Linked DNA regions of Mus musculus: region 1 is linked to region 2. The links are chromatin contacts, called in public promoter capture Hi-C maps. All regions are on one chromosome and are shown on one strand. The core of a region is the stretch at or near the end of the contact, and the rest is flanking DNA. Distances in the headings are between cores, read along the strand shown.

Evidence for each region. Promoter capture Hi-C pulls out the DNA fragments that hold promoters and counts their contacts.
Region 1: a promoter capture Hi-C map of liver shows a contact between it and region 2, with 2.4 times the contacts expected there. The contact joins the promoter of Nsmaf here to the enhancer-like site in region 2. A contact is called at or near these places in 12 of 39 promoter capture datasets (the 3T3-L1 cell line, 3T3-L1-derived adipocytes, the C10 cell line and 8 more), 1 of 484 Hi-C or Micro-C datasets (bone marrow-derived macrophages), 11 of 115 datasets of contacts at active chromatin or transcription factors (CD8 T cells, bone marrow-derived macrophages, effector CD8 T cells and 7 more) and 3 of 9 other capture datasets (adipose tissue, liver and pancreatic islet).

Annotation. Positions count from the first base shown.
Region 1 is chr4:6,452,995-6,455,986 of GRCm38.p6, forward strand. Nsmaf (neutral sphingomyelinase (N-SMase) activation associated factor) reads right to left here and starts at 1,277. Exons shown (of 31, transcript NM_010945.2): 1 at 991-1,277. The coding sequence starts at 1,049.
Region 2 is chr4:6,220,419-6,223,436 of GRCm38.p6, forward strand. No RefSeq gene overlaps it. Among named protein-coding and RNA genes, the nearest start is that of Ubxn2b, 31 kb to the left of the region's middle. Within about 2 kb of position 1,718, at least 45 of the 459 cell types and tissues checked have an H3K27ac peak or open chromatin away from gene starts, as enhancers often do. A contact at or near this core is called in adipose tissue, liver and pancreatic islet, where this site is marked.

The DNA.
Region 1 (2,992 bases), core at 27-2,526, 230 kb after region 2:
TGATAAATGTTTGGGCTGGGAGCACTCCTACCTTGGAGTACTGTGAACATATGTACATAATATGTAAACAAACCAGCATTTGCTGGAAATAACCGGGGCAGCGAGTTCCTCTAACATTACAGAGCAGCGTAAGACGATTAAAATAAGTCAGAATCTACGACAAAACACCCCCTGTCCGATTTCGCTGTTTATCACAGGATTGTTACAAATGACTAAGTCCTAGAAACATGACAGGCCACGCGTTTAAAACATTTCAAATGTTAATCTGAATGCTCTTCAATGTAACACAGAGCACCAACAAGTCTTAACAAGTCGTCGGGTGCCAGACAAAGAAATTCCATTTAAATTCCGGAGGTGGAAAGGTAATTTCAGCGCGGACCACCCTGCCAGCCCACTACATCTTAGAGAGAGATGCGGGGCTTGGGGAAGAGGGCGGGTTGAGCAATAGCTACAGGTGAAGCCTCCGCAGAGCACCCAGAATAAAAGCTGCACCTGCATTTCCTGGCATAGCCTGCTTCGCTGGATCCACTCAGCAACAACGTGACCGTCGGATCCCGGCTCCCACAGACAAACCCGCATCTCAAAACAAACAAACAAAAATGTAGCCCGCGTTCCCGCTGGAACCACAGCTGGGTCACAAAACCAACCGCCCTGGGAGGGACCCACGGGGCGGAAGTGCGCTTTCCTGTGCGGGGACGGGATCTGAGGGAGGCCGGAGCTCTACCCACGTCCTCCCTGGGCCGCGGCTGACCGCGGCCGCCCCGCCGCACGCGCTTCCCCAACAGCCTCCCATGCAGGGCGCGGAGGGTCGGTGGGGAGACGCCGGCGTGGGACGGCGGGCGGGCGGGCGCGGGGACCGCCCTGCCTTCGCGTCCCCAGGCGCCCCCGCCAGCCGGGCCCACCCGCGCGCGGCTCTGCGGCCCCGGAGGCGGCCGCGGCCTGCAGGAGAGTCCCCGGCTGCCGCCCGGCCCGGCCTCCCGCCCCGCGCACCTCTCCTTGGAGTAGAGCTGCAGCTGCTGCTCGCGCTGCCTCTTCCGGGTGAACGCCATGGAGGCCCAGGGCTCGCAGGCCGCCGACTGTCCCGAGCAGTCCCGAGCGGCCGCACCGGGCGGGCAGGCGGGCGGGCGGCCGGGAGCCCCACGCTGCGCCCCAGGGCCCGCGGCGTCCGGACGGCGCTCACCGCAGCATCCTCGCGTGGGGACTCGGGCGACGCCGTGACTCAGGCCCGGAGGAGGGGCGCGCAGTGACCTGAGGCCGCGGGAGCCGCGTCCTACACTGCCCCGACTAACCTCTGCAGCGCTGCTGCGGCGAGGATACCTCCCACGTGAGCCTGAGACCTGCCCGGGAGCCCCCCAGTTCGTTGGCGGCGGGGATTTGAAATAACAAGGTTTTTGGATGTTTAGTCCCAAATTTCAGTCTTTGAAATAAATAATCGATGGGATTTTATTTTATTTTTTTCGCCCGTGTATGGTGTAGCGGTTCTTAGTAATATTCATATTTAGGTTGCAACTATTATCACAGTGATGGGATATTTTTACTATCTCAAAAAGAAACCTTTACCTTTTAGCAATCACTACTCCTAGGTGCATCTCCACAAACCTTTGCCCTAGAAAACAGTACTTAACTTTCTGTCTCTGTGAATTTGCCTAGCCTGGACATCTAGAATAAAAACATCCATACAATATGTGGTCTTTGTGTCTGATTTCTTTCATTTAGCACAATGCTTCCAAGGTTCGTCTGAGGTATAGCACAAGTCAACATTCTATTCCTTTTTATCACGGAAGTGTATTCCATTGTATCACACACTGCATTCCTGTTAATATATTCAACAGTTGCCAGGCACAGCAGTGTTCCCACCTTTTGGCTATAAGCATTCACGTACCCGTTTATGTGTGTAAATGCTTTCATTTCTGTTGAGTGAAGTCGAAATCAAAGGGTGGAGTTTCTAGACTGTTTTAATAAGTCCATCTGTGAACTCTGAAAGTCTGCTACTGTGCTTTCAAAGTATCCATTTAACTCCCACTAGCAGTAAAGAAAGGTTCTTACCTTCAACAATACTTACCTTTTATATTCTGTCCTGCCAACTATGACTCGTATTTCATTGGGGTTATGATTTCTCAATACCCTGAGAATACGCTGGATATTGCTTACCTTTAAGGGACTCTCAAATAACAAGCCTCTAAGTTGTGTGTGTTGAAACACTCCTAGTGTTGGCTTAAGAATCAAGTTCTGCAGGGTTGAAAAAAAAGCACAACAATGGCAACAATTAGCTGTCCTTCATCACTGGCAGCATGTGGGGGAAGATCGGAAGTCATAACTGAAGAGACCTGAGTACCCTATGTCAGTGAATCTCTTCCTTTTATCCGAGTGCTGCACAGACTCTGTAACTACCCTAATGGTCCTTGGGAACGAGCTTGTGTGCATGTGTGCACAATGACATAAGATTATGAGAATGGCTAAGATACCATCTGAAAATTTTCTGTGTGGCAAATAGTATAGTAGATGCTATGGACTCAAAGGAGAGAAATTAATTTGGCTGGAATAAAGTAATTAAAAAATAGACCAGAATCTAAGTTTTCTTTTCATTAAACATTGAGGAAAGATGTGGTCCTGGTAGTGGTGGAGAGTGACAGAGTCTCTCCTTGGCCAAATTCTATCCAGGTCCTGAGTTCTCTCAAGCTTTGATCTTAGCTTACAAAAACGGGGGACTTCCATCTCGTTCCCTCTCCATATTAAGAGCCTTAAAGCTCTGGCATCATTTCTAAGGGTTCCTCCGGATGGCCCTAAGCCCCTTTCAGTACCTGTTCAAAGCTGCCAAGAGATCTTGTTGCTGTCCTCAACTACTGTCTACATAGGCTGGAACTCGTGTGGGGCTGGGGAGATAGCTGCCAGCAAAGTATCTGCCACATGTGGGCGGGGATCTGAATATGCATCCGGGCATCCATGTGAGAAAAAAACAATTAAAATAATGAAGCATATCAGGTCCAGCCTG
Region 2 (3,018 bases), core at 468-2,967:
GGTTTGGACTTGGTGGTCCCTTTTCCTTTAGATAACTGTTTATATATGAAGCAGACTTAGACTCACTGTAATCCGCAGCTACCTTAAGAGTTCCCTTGTATGCTGCAGTTGATTTCAAAGAAAACTCCTTAAAGGAAGGACATCAAGGAAGAAAGTTAATGAGTCACCACTGGTTGTATTGTAACACTGCCTTTTGTTGCAGGACCAAATAAATGTCTAGTTAACACAGTAGGGTGGACTTAACAACCTTGTACAAAATTAGCGACACAACCCTTTTTCTCCTGGCAAGTTAGGATATTGTCTAATTTACAACACACCAAAAAGGGGGGCAAGAGACTAAAGATGAGGGAGTGCTCACTGCCCTGTGTTAAACAGTCTTCGCTGTCCTGCCTTTCCCTCTGCAGTCTGCAGGAGCTTGGCCCTGTGTCTGAGTACTGGAACATTCAGAGACTACTAAGCGCCCTTTTGACTTTGTGCCCTCCTCTACGCAATGTACCTTTGAATGTGTTTTTCAGAACAAAGTAATAAAGGGTTATTTTATGTGCTTTTCATTTTAAAAATCTTCCCCATTTTATTTTGATTTTTAACTCTATGGCAAAGTCTTATTTCCTTGCTAACTTTGCCACTTTTATTTTAGGGTCAAGAACGATAACTCATTTTTAGTGTTATATGCCAATCTGTGTTAATTTAAAAGTGGCAAATATAAATAATACATATTTTTAGGAAATGGTAGACTTGAAAAATCATATTGTGAGCATAGTTGAGAGCAAATGGACAAATGGGCTGCTTTCAGTAGCCTGGGATTTGTACTAAGGTTTAAAGCTGTAAGAGTAAGAAAGTCTTAAATGTTCTTGTTTCCTGAAGATGGATACAATGTTACATTCAACATTCTAAGGCATGAGGTATTTATTTTTATTCATGTAATAAAGTTGTATGCAAAACCATGTTTTCATGTTTATAAAAATGCATAATAATGAGTCTAGGAATACCCCTTAAAACATATAAATATTTATATGGAAGTGTTTAAAATATTGTGCACATAGGTACTTTATAGCAACTCAGACTGTCTTTCTTTGTATTCTGTAATACTAAGCATGTATGCCATTCCGTTTTGATAAAGAGTACATCTCTTTGAGATGTGTGGGTTTATTTCTTACCGAAGCCTTCCTGAGATCAGCATTCTCTACAGCTGTGTTATAGATGATGTCACTGTATTGAATAGCTTGTCCTGATTTTAGCTTAATAAATACCGTTTGCTCAGAGAAGCCTCCTTTCGTGCCTCAGTGTGACATCTCTGTCTCCATAGCCCCCTTACCCTGTTTACGGGAGCTTCTCCTAATGGTAGTAACTTAGCTTCTTGTCTGCTAGCACTTCTCATTCCCCAACATCTCAGACAGGGCAGGGACTTTGGTCCACGGGATCCCTAGGTCGCATGCCAGTACTTTACGTAAGAGTGGCTCTGAATGGCCAAGTGATAAGTTAGTACGAAAATAGCAGTCTCTGGACACTGGACAACGTATGCATTTATGTTTCTAAACAGAGATTCAGAAAGATACCAAGAACTGATACCGACAATAGCAAATGTTTGTAACTTTACTGGGTTTGGAAAGGAGAATACATTCTGGAAATGTCATCATGGTTCATTTCCAGGACTAGTTGCATATGTAGCATAGTGAAAGTAAAGTGCCCAGTGGCTGTCCTTGGTAATGGCTGGAAACACCCAAGGAACTCCTTCCTGGGGAACTAACAGCAGGAGATGTTTTCTGAGTCCCTGTCTGTGTGCGCTGATTGCAGAAGTGTGACAATAAGGGAGATCCTACTAAGAGTCCTGTGTCTGAGAGTAACTCTGACCTCTGGTACACTCAGGGGAGAGGGAAATGGTCTGTACAACAGACATTCCCCTTCAAGGAGAGGAACGTGCAACCGTGATGTTCCCATGGAATTTTCCATCTGCACTTCCTTGTCTTTGTTCTCCTTGGTGATCCGTTATTTAAAACGTTCTGCTGATGAACTGAGCTCTGCTCTCCGCAGCCAGATCCAGTGGAAAGTTTTCAACCTGCTGAATGGTTTCTATTTGTTTGCTCAAAAGCAACCATAAGGTCACGGTCATGTAGTCTGAAATAAGTTTGTATCTTTATACAGACCTCGGTGCTAACATAATATCTACTCACTTTTCATTAATTTCACATGGCTACCGATGCCCCTAAAATGTGAAAGAGCAGTTCAGAAAATATAACTAGTAAATTGAGTGTCCATTAAAATATATTTAATAATCTTTTAGATTAAGAAGCGTCAGAAGAGCAAATGATAATAGAGACTTAACAACAGGGCAGCAGACATCTTGCATAATCCAGCATGAGGAGCTGTTGATTTTGGCCCAGCTCTAAATTGGCTGCACCTCTAAAGATGTCTCACTTTCATGATATATTGTTCTTGTTCTCTGACTATACTCCATTGTGCAATCTCCCACGCAAGCAGAGGCAGCAGAAATGGCCTGTAGTTACGGATTTCCAAATAACCTTTATAAGCACATAAGAAACTCCGCAAACATGCATGTGTTTCAGTGTTCTTGGAATTATTTTGAGAAAGATGTGGTGGAAGTCTACATTTTGATATCCCAAAATAATAAACTCAACAGATTCATTTTTACTTACATACATGGATTTTAATTATACTTGACAAAACCCAGCCCTAAAGCTCCTGATAGCAAGAAGCATTGTCTGTGCAGTCCATGAAGTAAGTCACTCTTAGCACAGCTGTATTCCCTCCCAGGCATCTGGGGCTCTTCCTGTTCTTATTTTTGTTTAATCTGGTTTTGGTGTAAGGAAGACGGCAGCATACTGACGCAACTCCAGGTTGTTGTGCCTATTCCTTGGTGATATTGGCTATGAGATAAGTTTGGCTTGCACCCAGTTGCAAAGGGCTGCCAGACAAGTCACAAGTTATTTTTCACTTCTCCTAAAATGGTAGTTTTTAATAAGGAGAACCCATCTTAATCTATCTGAAAATAATGAGATA